6 separate regions of the Mus musculus genome follow, and regions 1, 2, 3, 4 and 5 are each linked to region 6. A link is a contact called in public promoter capture Hi-C data. All regions are on one chromosome and are shown on one strand. The core of a region is the stretch at or near the end of the contact, and the rest is flanking DNA. Distances in the headings are between cores, read along the strand shown.

Region 1 (2,731 bases), core at 209-2,708, 310 kb before region 6:
GAAAAATGGGAACTGGGCTGGTGAGATGGCTCAGTGGGTAAGAGCACCGGACTGCTCTTCCGAAGGTCAGGAGTTCAAATCTCAGCAACCACATGGTGGCTCATAACCATCCATAGCGAGATCTGACTCTCTCTTCTGAAGTGTCTGAGGACAGCTACAGTGTACTTACATATAATAAATAAATAAATAAATCTTAAAAAAGAAAAAAATGGGAACTGTTAGTAGAGCATTAGTTGTGGAGCCCCCACAAATTTGGGAAGAGATCCCAAAATACAATGTACAAGGTTAGGTGATAGCAGATCCCGAGGAGGTTCCAGGACAGCCAAGACTGCCAGAAAACCCCATCTCGAAAAACAAACCAAAAAAAATTAATTTTAAAAATGTGTAATTACAATTAGACAATGCCTTCTGAAATGAGTGGGAAACATGGATTTGGTAAAGAAATGTTTCCAAGTAGCTTGGGTGCAGGAAGTCAACTCGGGGAACTGATCTCTATACTATTGGAGGAGCTGGTGTTGGAACTACCACAATGGGGAATTGTTTTGACAACAATGGGGATGGTCTAACAACCATCCCGGTGCCTCTTCTAGGAGATGAATTCAATCCCTCAATGTCTGTAAGCCCGCTGCTTTGTGATAGTGATCCACCAAGCTGGTACCCTGCTTGCCACCAGGAGGTGCCCTTGGACCGCAACAGAGAGTCTGGAGCCTGACAATTGCCTGTGCCTCAGGCAGCTTGGGACGGATGCGGAACCCTTGTCACTCATTCCCCAAACCTGGATTCTCCCTGGACCTCTGGACAACGTATTCCTTGGTAATGCTCACCACATTTCAGGAACCAGGATAGACAGATACTACGAGGGAAAGCCAGCCCACGTATATTCATGAATAAACATGACAAAGTATAGTTTGGATAGAGAAATGCCTCCCTCAGACCTAACCTAGTTCTAACCCAGATTATCTTTCTACTCCACTCTCAGTCTCAGCTTCTTCACCAATGAACAACACTATTGCAGTGAAAATTAAATTGTTTTACGGGAATTCTTACCCCTTCCTACCCAAACAAGGGAGAGATTAGGTTAAGATGTGGTAGTGCCTGGGTTTCTGAAGTATCGCTCTCAGCAGCCAGAGGTTGAGAAAACCCCCTTCTAGCGGGCCCAGTGACACAACCCTTTGTCATCAGCCCCCTCGACAGTGCGCCCAATACCACGATCCATTGTGATGCTTAGAGACTCCCCCGGGCCTTACGGTTTTGCCAAGGCAATGGTTGCTTCCTGAGCCCCCTTGACGCGCAAGCCGCGACCCACTCCCAAGGCGGTGATTGGCTAGCCCGGGCTGGGGGCGGGCTGACCTTCGCTCCGCAGTGCCGTCACCACATGACCCCGCCCCCGCACGGGGGGCGGACAGTTGTGTGCGGCCGCAGGATTGGTCGCCCCGCTCCTGCGAGGGGGAGGGGAGGCAGGCAGCGCGCACTCGCGCGTGCGTGAGCTGGCGCGCGAGAAAGCGCCCGGTCGCGCCGAGGCTCGAGCGGCCGTCGCCATTTTGTAGGGTTCTCTCTGACGCGGGACCCGCCGCCACCGCCGGCACCACCCGGAGGTAGGAGAGGATGCTGTGGGTGTGTGGGAAGCCCTGGAGCGGACTGGGCCGGACCTCGGAGGGCCGGGAAGGCTCGGGTTTGGGGCCACTCATCTTCTGAGGAAGGTCCCGGGAAGACAAGGAAAGGAGGCGGGGCCGGGTCTCCGGAGGGGGCGGGGCAGGGGTCGGGCCGAGTCTTTGTTGGGATGTTGCAGCGGAGGTTGGGCCGCTGAGGATAGGGGTCCAGTGTTGGGTGAAAGAGGGCTTTCGTTCTTGGAGTATGGTGGGAGGGGATACCGCGCTGTGGAGAGGTACACAGATTTCCCTCCAAAAACCCGTAACTAGGGACATTCAGATACTTCATGCCTTCCACTTGTCTTTCATCCCTGTGCTAAACCGTGAAGGAGCTAACCTTGTAGAGTCAATGTGCCTGACCTCACGGATATATATCTTAGACCTTGTTGTGCATTCTGACCCCCGACCTTCTGTTGGCATTGTCACACAGCAGTTCCTCTCTCAAAAAGAACTGTGAGGGTCGGGGTGTGCTGTAGTGTCAGTTTCTCACTTCACACCTGACTTTTAAAATCTTGTTTCTTCTCTGCCAGGCTCTTGTCAGGATGGTGAAGCTGTTCATTGGAAATCTGCCCCGGGAGGCCACAGAGCAGGAGATCCGCTCACTCTTCGAGCAGTACGGGAAGGTGCTGGAATGTGACATCATTAAGAATTATGGCTTTGTGCACATAGAGGACAAGACGGCCGCTGAGGATGCCATACGCAACCTGCACCACTACAAGCTGCACGGAGTGAACATCAATGTGGAAGCCAGCAAGAATAAGAGCAAAGCTTCAACCAAGTTACACGTGGGCAACATCAGCCCCACTTGTACCAACCAAGAGCTTCGGGCCAAGTTTGAGGAGTACGGCCCAGTCATCGAATGTGACATCGTGAAAGATTATGCCTTTGTACACATGGAGCGGGCAGAGGATGCGGTGGAGGCCATCAGGGGCCTCGACAACACAGAGTTTCAAGGTGAACTGTTCTGGGGATTGGGTGGCAGACCTTCGTGGAGTCTCTAGCTCAAGGCAGAGGGAAGAACACAAGACCACAGGGCTTCAAGAGTGGCTTCTGCCATTCTTTTAAATGCAAAGAACAGGTTA
Region 2 (2,798 bases), core at 277-2,776, 390 kb after region 6:
TCCCCAACTCTGTCCCCGCCAAAGAAGTCTCCACGTGTGCTGTGTGGGGTGGATTCTGGTGGCAGAGTGCACTGTAGATGAATAACACTGTGTCAGTGAACAGAGAGCTGTGCAGAACTAGGCTGGCACTGAGTCAGTGGGGCGGGGAGTAAGCCGCAGAGAGAGGCACTCAGCAGGCACATCAACAGCTCTGAATGCCTGAAGAGAGAAATTTGGGAGATAGCCCAGGTTTCTAGAACGAGATGGGTGCTGAGGCTGCCACGGAGATAAGAGTACAGGGAAACAGACTGGAGCTGAGAGGGATCTGTCTAGAAACCCTAAAATGTGCTCCGCCTAGGGACCAGAAGTGGAGTGGGAGACCTGGTCTTATAAACCAGGACCTCCTCCAGGACCTCCTCCCCCTGTCTCTAGGTAGCAACCCGCAAGTGCACTGAGATGAACTGGCTTTTGTAGAACTCATTTTCCCCCATTTTTCGAGACAGGATTTCTCTGTGTAGCCCTGGCTGTCCTGAAACTCACTCTGTAGACCAGGCTAACCTCCAATTCAGATATCTGCCTGCCTTCCAAGTGCTGGGATTAAAGGTTATACAGGGTTAATTTTATTAGTAATTATAGCCAGTAAGCTATATTTATGTATTATACAACAGTGCATACATATGTAGAGATCAGGTGATAAGGACTAGGTATACTGGTGGTTCCTATCCTGTAATCTCAATGCTTGGGAGGTTGAAGATCAAAGACTGCTGCCAATTTAGACTAGCCTGGACTACAAAGTAAGACCTTGTCTTAACAAACAAACAAAACAAAACCTGGAGCTGGTTCTTTCCTTACACAGTATGGGTGCAGGAGAACGAACTCAGGCTTGGTGGCTCCTGTGTAAATCTTTTACTGCCTCATGAAAAGACAAAGAAGACAGCCTTACTAGATGGGTGCCCCTGCAGATACCTACTTCCAGGCAGAGCTCTGAAAGACTTTAAGTGAAGTCACTAGCTTGTGTGTGGGTGTAGTATGTGGTGAAAAACTGGGGCTGGAGAGAAAGCTAAGTGGTTACAAGCAAGGAACCACAACCATATGTGCAACTAACTCATATTTGCCTGTAAATTTAACTCCAGGGGACCTGATACCTCAGGTCTCAAAGAACATTTGCACTCACACGTACACACCCTCTCCCCACATACACATTATTCAAAACAATAAAAATAAATACACTCCGGGAACAAGAAAAATGGTCATCTGTCTGTCTTATGGACAATGGAAGTAAGGGCCACATACACCTAGCAATCGCTACGATAGAACCTTGGAAACATTCTAATTTAGGATACAGGTCAAAACTGGGAGGCTCTGAGAAAACTGAGAAGATGGGAGTGACAGAAGGGGTTAACGGGAGAATCTGCAAGACAGGGTAGACTGAGAGAAGACTATCCCGACATCTTCCGAAAAACCGTTCACAGAGCTGAGCGGTGTCTCACTAGCTCCGTCCCGGAAGTGGTCCTTCATCAGCTCCGGGTGCCCGGAGCAAAATCTCCGAACTCCCGGAAGTCGCTCTGCGGCTACTCGCCCGGCCGGGGCCCGTACAAGCTCCAGCTTCGGGCGAACCCGGCCCGGGCATCGTCATGACCAGCGAACTAGACATTTTCGTGGGGAACACGACCCTTATAGATGAAGACGTGTATCGCCTCTGGCTGGATGGTTACTCAGGTCTGTGAGCCGCCCTCCCGGGAAGCTGTTGTTGGGGATCGGGAAGAGGGGGCGTGGCTAGGATTTAGGCTTGGTTTAGGGAAGTGGACAGACTGCGGGAAGTCGGGGAAGTGTAAGGATTGGAGGTGGAGGTGGAACCCCTGGAGGGCCTCTAGGGTCTTATGGTAGCGCCCACTCCTCAGTGAACGATGCAGTGGCTCTGCGAGTACGCTCCGGAATCTTGGAGCAGACGGGAGCCACCACAGGAGTGCTGCAGAGCGACACCATGGACCACTACCGCACCTTTCACATGCTTGAGCGTCTGCTGCACGCGCCGCCGAAGCTGCTGCACCAGCTCATCTTCCAGATTCCTCCCTCCCGACAGACACTCCTCATCGAGAGGTGCTCACCAGGGGTGGGGGACGGGGGTGGGTACTGGCAGGGATGTCAGTCAATCTGACTTATACCCATTTTGTAGACTGAAGCTGAGTCTGGGGGGAGGGTATTGGGATATACACAGGGGTAGATGGGGTGAACTCAGGAAATTAGAAAATTGAGAACAAGAGAAACCAATTCCAAACTCCCTTCTCCTTCCCTAATGGATCACCAATAATGACCTGTGCCTCCACAAGGTACTACACCTTTGATGAGGCCTTTGTTCGGGAGGTCTTGGGCAAGAAGCTGTCCAAGGGTACCAAGAAAGACCTGGATGACATCAGCACCAAAACAGGAATTACTCTCAAGAGCTGCCGGAGGCAGGTGGGTTCTACACATAACACCACTACCTGTCTAGCCCACCTCTGGATCCTTCTTACTACTCTAGCCCCACCTCTAGCCCGTGGTCTAGCCCATGATTGTGGAACCAGTTCCTTCTTCATATAAACCCTCTCCTCCCTCCACCTCCCCTCTGGCCAGGCGGACCAGGCTTAGGCTCAGTCTGACCGTGGCTTTCCTTTGCTTATAGATTTTCATTGGCTCCCACTGTCCTCGACCTTCAGACTCAGGTTGGGTCACTATAGACCTCTCTGGACTTAACATTTCTTGAGCCCCAAGTTTGTTTTTGTTCATGGTACTCCTGCCTAGAAGATGCTGTTCTTGGCCACATCTATCCCTTGAAATCG
Region 3 (2,751 bases), core at 112-2,611, 280 kb after region 6:
AGGCAACTCCTACCCCACGAGGAATCCCCAGTCTCTCTTCTGCACTCCACCCTGGCCTGAGTCATACAAGAGCCAAAGCGAACAGGTGGAGCCAGGCTTCTGCCTGACCAGATAGACTGGTCAGGATAGACAAGCTAAGGGCCTCAGACCCTGCATGGGGTTGGGATGGGGTCGGTGCTGTTACCTCCTGCTGCCCCCCTGCAGCCAGAGGGCAGGTGGTGAGGTCCATGTGTTCTCCAGAGACTCTGGTCTTTCGGCACTCTGTGCTTTCTATGTCCAAAGTCAGGTAGTACTTGATGCCAGCCACCAGCTGGGAACCAAACAGGGCAGGTGAGAGATGCCTGGGAGTCCAACCTGTGTGTCTATGCTTTCCCTCCCTCTAAGAGTCTCCACTCTCCCAGGCAAATGCAACCCTCTGACCTACATATTCAGACCTGGAGTGGAGGCAGGAACTTCTGTGTGTGAGCAGAGCCCTAGGCTGGGCAAGAAGCTGGAGAGCTCCTGTCTGCGGCTAGACTGTAAAGGTGAATGGTATGTGGCACCTACACTGGGCCCTTCCACTCCACCTGGCAGGTTGGGGAAGTGAGGTTAGTTATGCCAAAGGAGGCTGCATCCTGCATTTCTTTGATAGTTAGATAGCGCTGCTTCCAGAGGACTTTACTAATCTGTTTTGTTTTGAAGTATTTCATAGAAAGGTCTGGGGGTTATGGTTGGTTTTAGTGCCCCCTTGTGTTTGGTAGCAAGCTAAGCAGCTCTCTGTTTATCTCCTGTCTCCTGTCACCTGTCCTCGGTCCCCCTGTCCCTGTCCCTCTCCAAATTGTCCCTCTCCACAGCCACTCTGTTCCATAACCTGTCCCACAACCTCTGTCCCAGCCACCGCACCTGATATTTTGCATCGATGACTTTGGTGTCTCGGAAGTAGTAGAGGCTGTCGCTGCCCATATTGTAGCTGGCCACAGCTGCCTGTGCGGCCTTTTGCACCCGCGGGTCGGTGGGTGACAAGTTCTGGCGTTCTCCGGTCCTGCGGCTCCGCAGCTCGGCGCGGGCGTCAGGTGACAGGGTCAGGAGGCAGAATGCGAGCAGGCCAAGGCCCATCGCCAGCGGGAAGTGAGGACGCTCCATAGCCGCGGATTCAGTGTCTGGACTTCCATCCTGCGCGGCTTTTACAGCCTTCGCGGGCCCCTCCCGGCCCCGCCCAACGCCTGCTTGTTTCCTTAGCAAGCCTGGACCAGCTTGCAGGTGCCTGGAGGCGGGTGCACCTCCCCTACCTACGCAGTGTAAGAACCAGAGATGGCACACAGGTCCCAGAACCTCTACGTGTAGAGATGCTGGCCTATCATTCCTATCTCCCAGGAGGGAGAGAACAGTTCATACCAGGGCCCTGACGTTTGAGTTGCCAAAAGCAATTATATGGTTACATTCTTACTGCTATCATTTTATCATTTCCTTTTCTCTTTCTTTCTTTCTTTCTTTCTTTCTTTCTTTCTCTCTCTCTTTCTTTCTTGTTTGTTTGTTTGTTTCGAGACAGGGTTTCTCTGTGTAGCTCTGGCTGTCCTGGAACTCACTTTGTAGACCAGACTGGTCTCGAACTCAGAAATCACCTGCCTCTGCCTCCCGAGTGCTGGGATTAAAGGTGTGCACCACTATCATCCGGCATTGCCACCATTTTCTTATCGTGCCATTTTTAGAGAAATTATAACTCCCAGCCTGCATTTCTTCTTCTGAAAAATAAATGCTATAAGGATCGATGAACTGACACAGGTAAAGAGCCTAAGAGAGGCCGGGTGCCATGCAAACAAACGGTGGGTGGGTAGGAGTCCTTACTACTCAAGCCGGCACTACTGTCCCTCACAGCCATGGTGGACCCGGTTGGCTGACCCTTTCACTTTGCAGAGGTGGGACGCCATGGCACAGAAGGGAGAAGTAATATGTGCAACGATTTCAACTGGTCCCTAGTAAGTAAGTATACTGAAGAGCCTAAGTCGTGTGTGTGTGTGTGTGTGTGTGTGCTATAAAATAAGATCTTGTGTGTCCCTGGCTGACCTTGAATTTCATAGCTCAGGATGACTTTGAACTCCTGATCTCCCTGCTTCTCCCTTCCAAGTGCTAGCATTACCATCATATTTTATTTGGTGCTGAGAACAGAATGCAGGGCTTCATGTGTGCTAGAGACAAGCACTCTACCAACTAATATCCCTAGCCTCATTTCATTTTGCTGGGCTTGAACCTAGGGTCTTATGCATGCTGGGCAAACACTTCACCTGCAGCCCTCGTTTTTTTTGTTTGTTTGTTTGTTTGTTTGTTTTGTTTTCAAGACAGGGTTTCTCTATGTATCCCTGGCTGTCCTGGAACTCACTCTGTATGTAGACCAGGCTGGCCTCGTACTCAGAGATCTGCCTGCCTCTGCCTCCCAAGTGCTGGGATTAAAGGCATGCGCCACCATGCCCGGCATGCAGCCCTCGTTTTACTCCTTATCTCTAGATAGGGACTTGTTGATCACCCAGGCTGACCGTGAAGCCCTTGCTCTGTAGACTGCAGGCCTTGAGTCTGTGGCTTCCCAGCTTCAGCCTCCTGGCAGGGATTACAAGCCTGTGCTACCAGGTCAAGTTCTTGTCTATGTTCTTAGCTCAGGCTGAGTTTGAAAAGAAAGACTTGCCTCCGAAGAGGGGTGAGTCACGCCAGGTGCCATCTTTCTAACTGGGAGGCTTTGGATAGTCACTCAGGGCCTGGGTGTCCTACGGGAAATAGGAT
Region 4 (2,700 bases), core at 21-2,520, 340 kb after region 6:
TGTGAGCCTCCATGTGGGTGCTGGGAACCCAACCGAAATCCTCTGGAAGAGCAGCCAGTGCTCTTATCCTCTGAGCTGTCTCTCCAGCCCCAGCCTGATCCACACTCTGCCACTTTTGACCCTCATCCTTGTCAGAAGTATGAATGGATTCAAATTGGATTCTATCTATCTATCTATCTATCTATCTATCTATCTATCTATCTATCTATCTATCTAAGAAAGAGTCTAATGTAGCCCAGGCTAGCTTTGAACTTGCTATACAGACAAGGATAAACTTCAACTTCTGATCCTCCTGCCTCCACCTCCCTAGCGTGGAGATTACAGTGCTCGCCACTGTGCCTGGTTTATTTGGTGCTGGACCCTTAACTCAAGGCTTCTTGCATCCCAGGCACGCACCCTGCCTCCTGAAACGTGCTCCCGGTGCAAGGGTAGATTTCTTAGACTTTTACACTTATTTATCTATTTGTGGATAGGCTGGGGTGTGTGGTCTGGGATGCATGTGACCACTGGGAGGATAACTTATAGTCAGTTCTCCCCTTCTGCCGTGTGAGTCTCAGCTGTCAAGCTTAGGTTGACGTTATGTTTCGTGGCTCCTTTACCCGCTGAGGTGTCTTGCCAGCCTCTAGGGTAAATTTTGAGAGAGTGAGTTGGTAATGACATCAGTTTGGAAACAGCTGGTATCCTGCTGAGATCTCAAACCTGAAGCTACTAAACTGTCTTCTTTCCCTCTTCCTGTCCTCCTCCTCTTCCTCCTCCTCCTCCTCCTCCTCCTTTTTTATGTTTGTTTTTTTTTTCAAGACATGATTTCACTGTGTAACTCTTATTCGCGTTCTCACGACCGGCCAGGAAAGAACACAACAAACCAGAATCTTCTGCGGCAAAACTTTATTGCTTACATCTTCAGGAGCCAGGAGCGCAAACCCCCAGCCCCAAAAGCGAAAGCCACCCCAATCTTACATCTTTAGGAGCCAGAGCTCCGGCGCGCCAAAGCGCAGAGCGCGCTCTATTGTTTACATCTTTAGGAGCCAGAGCGCCGGGCGCGCAGAGCAAGAGAGAATGGCCGAAACCCCGTCCCCTTTAAGGAGGAGTTATCCTTCGCTTAGGACGCATCACTCCCTGATTGGCTGCAGCCCATGGCCGAGCTGACGTTCACGGGAAAGGCAGAGTACAAGTAGTCGTAAAATACCCTTGGCACATGCGCAGATTATTTGTTTACCACTTAGAACACAGGATGTCAGCGCCATCTTGTGACGGCGAATGTGGGGGCGGCTCCCAACATGTAACCTTGACTGGACTGGAACTCACTCTGTAGACCAGGCTGGCTTCAAACTCAAAGATCCACCTGCCCCTGCTGGGTGCTGGGACTAAAGGCCTGCACCACACGCCTGACTGGTGAATTGTCTTCTAATTCTAAATCTGGTACTAAGTGCTCTAAGAAAGCTCAAGAGGCTCACTGGTGTTGTGGTGGCCCAGGGCGTCAGTAGTGCCGTGACCTCCAGCAAGCGTATGGCCTGGCAGTGGAGACTGACTAACCCTAAGGTAAAAAAACGGATCCTGTGAGGGGAGCCCCCATAGAATGGGTCTGCGTGTGCCAGAGGGAAGAAAATCAGAGCCATCGAAACATAGGGGCTACCATTTGCTGAAGTTGGGGTCGATCTGGAAAGGTGTCCCAGAAAACACAGGCAGCACCCACAGATAAGAACAGCTTTTGTAGTTTAAACTCTTTAAATGTGTAAGGATGTTTTGCTTGCGTGTATGTCCGTGCCCCACATGCCCAGAGAGTCCAGAAGAGGGCGCTGGTCACTGAAACTGAAGTTACAGATCGTTATGAGCCGCTATGTGGGACCTGGAAGCTGAACCCTCTGTGGTACACTCTCCCATCTGTGGTACACTCTCCCATCTGTGGTACACTCTCCCATCTGTGGTACACTCTCCCATCTGTGGTACACTCTCCCATCTGTGGTACACTCTCCCATCTGCTGAGCATCTCTTCCTGCTGGAGTAGCTTTATCTTGCTGGAGTAGCTTTATCCAGCACCTGGAGGAGCCAGTCATGCCCACTCCTCCTTTACCACCGTTCTCCTCCCATCCCTTTACAATAGGAGAGCAGGAGTTTGGAGTAGAGGGTGAGGATAGGAAGGACGCTTCCCTCTGTGCTCGATGGTAGGGGCTCCACTGGCCAGGAGAGCAGCAACTGTGTTGTTCTAAATCAAGTTCAGAGAGGCGAACACAAAGTAAGAGTGAGTCAAGCTCAGAGATCTGACGGTGACGTAAAACCAGTCACTTTATTTTAAATCACTCATTCATTTGTTCTATTTATTTTTATTGTTATTGTGTGTGCATGATAGGAAGGGGGTGGCTACTGCCACAGCATGTATGTGGGGTCAGAAGTCAACTTTGTTCTCTCTTGCCACTTTCATGTGGGTTCTGGGAATTGAACTCATGTCATCCGGCTTGCACAGAGAGCACTTTCCCCATTGAGTCACCTCACTATCCCCTATTTTATGTTTTAGGGGGGTCACCTCCACTATCTTACTCTGCAGCTCAGGCTAGCCTCAAATTTTCTTAAAGGTGTGTGCCTTCATGCCAGGCTAGCAGAGATTTCTTTAGTGACTTTAGAAGACTCCAACACTGGCTGCTAATGGGAAGTCAGATGGGGGTGGGTCCAGAGAAGACACTCGTCAGGGAGACTGTCACACAC
Region 5 (2,700 bases), core at 146-2,645, 360 kb before region 6:
CAACTCCAAGGCCAATGCTGCCCCTGGTACTAGGGATTGAACTCAAGGCCTTGTGCAAGGCCACTGATCGACCACTGGGCTACCCCAGACCCCAAATCTATACTTTTAATTCTTCTGCCCTACTCTTTCTCTGAACAGACTAAGAATCACAAGATAAGGAGTCTCTGCCGTAAGTTAACTTGGTTAATTTGGACTTCCACTTAGGTGTCTGAATATCATTTTGATTATTAATAAGAGTGAAAATTAGAATGCTTTTAAGGTTTTTCAAAAGATTGTGCAATACTGGAATGAAGAATTAATTTAAAAACACTATTCTTTTGGTCAATCACAAGACCTAATATCACCCTTGCCTACTCTAACCACAACCTAACAGGCTGTCTCTGAGACCCTCAGTTCCCAGAATCCTGAGCCACAGAAACGAAAGGTTTGCAGTTTGCCTGATGCTGAGCTGATTCCCATCTCATCATCAGTTTTAATGTCTCCTGGCCATGTTTCCATGACGACTATCATGTACAGCTTGGCCTAGTCCTGAACATCCTGACTACTCCGGCTCTGGGGTCAGGAGAAGCTCATGTTTACACTGCTGGATGGAGTGAGGTAGTTTTTTTGTTTTGTTTGTAATTACAAATTCTTGGCTGGCCTGGAATTCCCATGTAGAGCAGGCTGGCTTTGAACTCAGGATTTGCCTGTCTCTGCCTCTTTCTGAACTCTGGGATTAAAGGCGTAGCACATTCTACATAAGTGACTTTTTAAAAATCATAAACACCCTGAAATACAGTTTACAGAAGGCTAAATTCCCGTTTAATGATAGAATCTCAGATCTGATTAGCAGTTTAACAAAACTCCCCAGTCCCTCCCCAACCCACTTTATACACGAGGAAAACCAGGGCCAGATGGATAAAACAATGCAACTGTTTGGTGGTGGTAGCAAGGTTTTGTTTTACTTTACAGATTTTTTAAAACTACATTGAACACAGTGATCTTACTCTGTGAAAATCATACCTGAAAAGTAGTGTGATTACATGTAGCTGTTTTAGATATGCATACCTTCCCAGAAAGAAGCAAAATGGTAAAATTTAGTTAACGATAAAGCTATTTTAATACCCTAAGCTCAATAATTCACTGAAAGAACATTCTTTTTGTGGTCCTTTCTTGTCCATCTCAGGCATTCCTAGTGTATGAAAGGGCCTAGCTCTTCTCAGGAGTATAGAACCCAAAGGCTTGCTACAAAAATCCATCTTTTTTTTTTTTTTTTTTTTTTTTTCTCCCTTCTGGTACCTCCCTGAGCTTAGTTAGCTCTCCAATCTGGAGGAACAGTACTTTCAGAGCTGGAGTGGGGGTGGGAGTGTCACATGACATAACGCACTTTTAGCACCCACTGCTAGCACCCACTCTGTGCATTTGCTCTGATTTGGGCATATTTCCTTCCTCTCCTAGGCAGATAGCAGCTCACCTTGGTTAATGCCATTAAACCGTAGACCACTCAGCTGCTAATAAACCAGGAAGAAACCCGGCCGTGCTAGGACTAGAAATGTCCATCCCTGCCCCCAACCCCCTTAAGACAGTGACTAGGCCGGAATTCTCCTGGTTGATAAATGAGAGGAGCTGAGGAGCCGCTGTGATGACGGTTCCGAGAATCTGATTTGTGAGAAGGCGAATCTCCAGGAGCACCATGGAGATGCTTTTGGAAAGCGGGCCAGCCTACCTGCCAGAAGGAGGACGAGAGAAAGGGGGCAAGGCAGAGAGAAACGCTTAAGCGAGATGGCCTGGAGGTGCCCCAAAAGGGACCTTTGAAAAGGAAACGGAGGCCGCATCTCGGGGAAACCTCGGAGGTAAGTGACATTTAAAGGGGTTGCGCATCCAGGCAAAGGCGCGACAGAGACAAAGGTGGAATTCCAAACTGGGAAGAATAAGCCTGGTTAACTGTGGGTGGTACCCAGACGCCCAAGGGTGTCGCGGGGCTGGCGAGGACCGGAAGGTGGGGGTCAATCGGGGCATCCACGCGGAAGACAGTGGGGGGTCGGGAACTGGCGAAGGAGCGAACGTCCTGCGTTTGCCCCGGGGAAGGTCAGAGACCCCCTACCGGAGAACTACTGCAGGAACCTAGAGGGGCCGCGGTTGCCATGACGCCGGGTGGGGAGGGGGATGACTCGCGCCCCGCCCCAAGCCCCGCGGGGCCGCGAGCTCCAGATGGTCCCGGGCCTCCCGCGGGAGCCGACGGCCTGCGGCAGGGGGAGGCTATTGTCCTCCTTCCGCGGCGCCGCAGTCCCGCCGCTCGCGCCCGCGCGCAGCCGCCACGCGCCCCGCGGCCGCCGGCCCCGCGCGCCCCCCGCGCCGCTCGCGCCCTGTGACAGCGCCCTCCTGCCGTGCGCCCTGGGCCGCCCCGCCACCGCCGCCAGTAACCTCCCGCAACCACCCCTCGCGACCGGGCTGTGGGCGCGGCGACAAGTGTGCCCCCACTAGCCGCGCTCCCCGTGCCCGGCAGGCGCTCCGCACCCAGGTAGGTGCAGCCGGCGCCCCGGCCCGCTTTGTCCCGGCCGGCAAGGAGGCGCGCTTTGTGCGGCCGCGTGCAGGCGGCGGGGTCGGTCCTGGGGAGCTCAGGAGGGAGGATGCGACGCCGAGTTCCCGGGTCCTGTGCGGGACACCCAGGTATCGCTGTGAAGATTCTGGGGGCCGAGGCTTGGGGCACGCGGACCTCTA
Region 6 (2,700 bases), core at 143-2,642:
CAGATTTCTGAATTCAAGGCCAGCCTGGTCTACAGAGTGAGTTCCAGGACAGCCAGGGCTACACAGAGAAACCCTGTCTCAGAAAACCAAAACAAACAAACAAACAAACAAAAAACCCCAAGGGTATAAAAGGATTACCTGGTGTTGGGTGACTGTAGTACCTGCTACTTAGAATCCAGGAGTTTGGAATAGCCTTGGCAACAGAGCAAACTCCATCTCTTAAAAATAAATAAATAAATAAATAAAGGTAAAAAGAGAATGCAGGGGTTAATCCTTCACACAGAATCCCAGGGCCACCCTGGGTGCCTGGCCCAGTGTGCAAACCTCCAGAGGCCTCCAGGAAGGGCTGGAAGAGGACCCTGGGAGTAAGGAGGACAATGTGATGCCTGTGTCACACTTACTATCCTGTTGTGTCCCCATGCCCATACATGGTCTTGCACAGGTCCCCTCATAGCAGCCGTGCTCACCCTGAGCAGAGCTCAGTCTCCACAGAGCCCAGAGTCATGCACCCTGCCTTCCTGCAGCAGAAGCCTGGAGAGGCATTTCCTGTTAGGGGGCAGCCTCCTCCCGCTCTAAGCCCAGGTTCCCAGGGCCCCTGACTGAGCCAGGGTAAGGAGAGAGCAGGCCTTGGCCTCCTCCCCCCTCCCTAACCCCTAATGCTGGTCCTGCTGGAGCCAAAAAAACTTGGGAGTGAGGTAGGCTGAGCGAAGGGCTCATCAAATACGTGTCTGGTTGAGGTGGTTCTCAAGGAGGTTATCAAGTTGATTCTCACGCAGGGCCCAGGCAGGAATGGGTGGGGCCTCATCGTTGAGACCGTTTAGCAGGCCACATCATCCTAGCTTATCCACCTAAGGGCATACACAGCATGTCAGGAGAGCTGCGTGTGTGAGGCTGGGGTTTGGCGGCCTTAGATAGGGTGTCAGAGAAGATGCTCTTGCCAGGCTTGGAAGGAGTCGTTCACATATGTGTGATGAGAAAGGGCTGGCCCGATCAAGTCGTTGAGCTCAGAATGCAGCCAGTATACTGATACTGGTGAATCCAGATCCCGGCTTTCGGGAGTCTCTCTGGAAGACAGCTTCACCCCAGCTGCCTTAGCTGCAAACAACGCTGAAGTTTCAGAGGGTTGACTGGGGATGCTTCTCAGACAGACAGGTTCCCTTTTCCCTGACTCTCAGCTCTGTAACGCCTGAGGTAGCCCGTTAGTTGTACCTCCCCCCTCCTCTGCCCTTCGCCTCTCACCCCAGAACCCCCCCCACCCCACTGCTTCCTGCTCCAGCAGCCCCCGGGGAGCTAGCAGGGGAGCTGGCAGCGGCCCCAGCCCACTCCTTACAAGGCGTGAGTCCGCCGGGCCCGCCCCCGGCCCTCCCGCCAGAGGCCTTGATCCCTCCCCCTGTCAAGAGCAGCGGCAGGCCCGAGCCGGGCCAGTCGGGGGGCGTCGCGATGCTGCTGCGCCTGCTGCTGGCCTGGGTGGCCGCGGTGCCCGCACTGGGCCAGGTCCCCTGGACGCCGGAGCCTCGAGCCGCGTGCGGCCCCAGCAGCTGCTACGCGCTCTTTCCCCGGCGCCGCACATTCCTGGAAGCTTGGCGGGCGTGCCGCGAATTGGGGGGCAACCTGGCCACACCGCGGACCCCAGAGGAGGCCCAGCGTGTGGACAGCCTGGTGGGGGTCGGGCCGGCCAACGGGCTGCTATGGATTGGGTTGCAGCGGCAGGCTAGGCAATGCCAGCCGCAGCGCCCACTGCGGGGCTTCATATGGACCACGGGAGACCAGGACACCGCCTTCACCAACTGGGCCCAGCCGGCTACGGAAGGACCCTGCCCAGCCCAGCGCTGTGCAGCCCTTGAGGCCAGCGGAGAGCATCGCTGGCTCGAAGGCTCGTGCACACTGGCTGTCGATGGCTACCTCTGCCAGTTTGGTTTTGAGGGTGCCTGCCCTGCCTTGCCGCTTGAGGTGGGTCAGGCCGGTCCCGCTGTCTACACCACACCCTTCAACCTGGTTTCCAGCGAGTTCGAATGGCTGCCCTTTGGCTCCGTGGCAGCTGTGCAGTGCCAAGCTGGCAGGGGAGCTTCTCTGCTGTGCGTGAAACAGCCTTCAGGTGGCGTGGGCTGGTCCCAGACTGGCCCGCTGTGCCCAGGGACTGGCTGTGGTCCTGACAATGGGGGTTGCGAACATGAGTGTGTGGAAGAGGTGGACGGTGCTGTGTCCTGCCGCTGCAGTGAAGGCTTCCGTCTAGCAGCAGATGGGCACAGTTGTGAAGACCCCTGTGCCCAGGCCCCCTGTGAGCAGCAGTGTGAACCTGGAGGGCCACAAGGCTATAGCTGCCACTGTCGCCTTGGCTTCCGGCCAGCTGAGGATGATCCACACCGCTGCGTGGACACGGATGAGTGCCAGATTGCTGGTGTGTGCCAGCAGATGTGTGTCAACTATGTTGGTGGCTTTGAGTGTTACTGCAGCGAGGGTCACGAGCTTGAGGCAGATGGTATCAGCTGTAGCCCTGCAGGAGCCATGGGTGCCCAGGCTTCCCAGGATCTCAGAGATGAGTTGCTGGATGATGGAGAAGAAGGGGAGGATGAAGAGGAGCCCTGGGAGGACTTTGATGGCACCTGGACAGAGGAACAGGGGATCCTATGGCTGGCACCTACACATCCACCTGACTTTGGCCTGCCCTATAGGCCCAACTTCCCACAGGATGGAGAGCCT

The links. Promoter capture Hi-C pulls out the DNA fragments that hold promoters and counts their contacts. Capture Hi-C pulls out chosen DNA fragments and counts their contacts.
Region 1: a contact with region 6 is called in a promoter capture Hi-C map of pre-B cells, with 4 times the contacts expected there. A contact is called at or near these places in 4 of 39 promoter capture datasets (cranial neural crest, hippocampal neurons, pre-B cells and 1 more), 2 of 484 Hi-C or Micro-C datasets (embryonic stem cells and rod photoreceptor), 2 of 130 datasets of targeted methods (extraembryonic endoderm stem cells and pancreatic cancer cells) and 1 of 9 other capture datasets (liver).
Region 2: a contact with region 6 is called in a promoter capture Hi-C map of stem cell-derived epiblast-like cells, with 3 times the contacts expected there. A contact is called at or near these places in 7 of 39 promoter capture datasets (the 3T3-L1 cell line, the SN4741 cell line, liver and 2 more), 1 of 484 Hi-C or Micro-C datasets (embryonic stem cells), 2 of 130 datasets of targeted methods (extraembryonic endoderm stem cells and pancreatic cancer cells) and 1 of 9 other capture datasets (adipose tissue).
Region 3: a promoter capture Hi-C map of pancreatic islet shows a contact between it and region 6. A contact is called at or near these places in 2 of 39 promoter capture datasets (both in liver), 2 of 130 datasets of targeted methods (bone marrow-derived macrophages and pancreatic cancer cells) and 3 of 9 other capture datasets (adipose tissue, liver and pancreatic islet).
Region 4: a contact with region 6 is called in a promoter capture Hi-C map of liver, with 2.9 times the contacts expected there. A contact is called at or near these places in 4 of 39 promoter capture datasets (the HPC-7 cell line, cranial neural crest and liver), 4 of 130 datasets of targeted methods (bone marrow-derived macrophages, embryonic stem cells, forebrain and 1 more) and 3 of 9 other capture datasets (adipose tissue, liver and pancreatic islet).
Region 5: a promoter capture Hi-C map of cranial neural crest shows a contact between it and region 6. A contact is called at or near these places in 1 of 39 promoter capture datasets (cranial neural crest), 1 of 130 datasets of targeted methods (pancreatic cancer cells) and 3 of 9 other capture datasets (adipose tissue, liver and pancreatic islet).

What each region holds. Positions count from the first base shown.
Region 1 is chr19:4,755,067-4,757,797 of GRCm38.p6, forward strand. It overlaps Rbm4b (RNA binding motif protein 4B), which reads left to right and starts at 1,459. Exons shown (of 4, transcript NM_025717.3): 1 at 1,459-1,595; 2 at 2,180-2,603. The coding sequence starts at 2,192. The region is part of intron 2 of Gm21992 (predicted gene 21992); the gene reads right to left.
Region 2 is chr19:5,459,081-5,461,878 of GRCm38.p6, forward strand. It overlaps Fibp (fibroblast growth factor (acidic) intracellular binding protein), which reads left to right and starts at 1,527. Exons shown (of 10, transcript NM_021438.4): 1 at 1,527-1,698; 2 at 1,881-2,079; 3 at 2,310-2,436. The coding sequence starts at 1,614.
Region 3 is chr19:5,348,213-5,350,963 of GRCm38.p6, forward strand. It overlaps Cst6 (cystatin E/M), which reads right to left and starts at 1,362. Exons shown (of 3, transcript NM_028623.5): 1 at 883-1,362; 2 at 185-310. The coding sequence starts at 1,122.
Region 4 is chr19:5,405,545-5,408,244 of GRCm38.p6, forward strand. It overlaps 4930481A15Rik (RIKEN cDNA 4930481A15 gene), which reads left to right and starts at 1,271. Exons shown (of 4, transcript NR_027938.2): 1 at 1,271-1,539.
Region 5 is chr19:4,709,813-4,712,512 of GRCm38.p6, forward strand. Sptbn2 (spectrin beta, non-erythrocytic 2) reads left to right here and starts at 1,396. Exons shown (of 37, transcript NM_021287.2): 1 at 1,396-1,832.
Region 6 is chr19:5,066,686-5,069,385 of GRCm38.p6, forward strand. It overlaps Cd248 (CD248 antigen, endosialin), which reads left to right and starts at 1,393. Exons shown (of 1, transcript NM_054042.2): 1 at 1,393-2,700. The coding sequence starts at 1,441.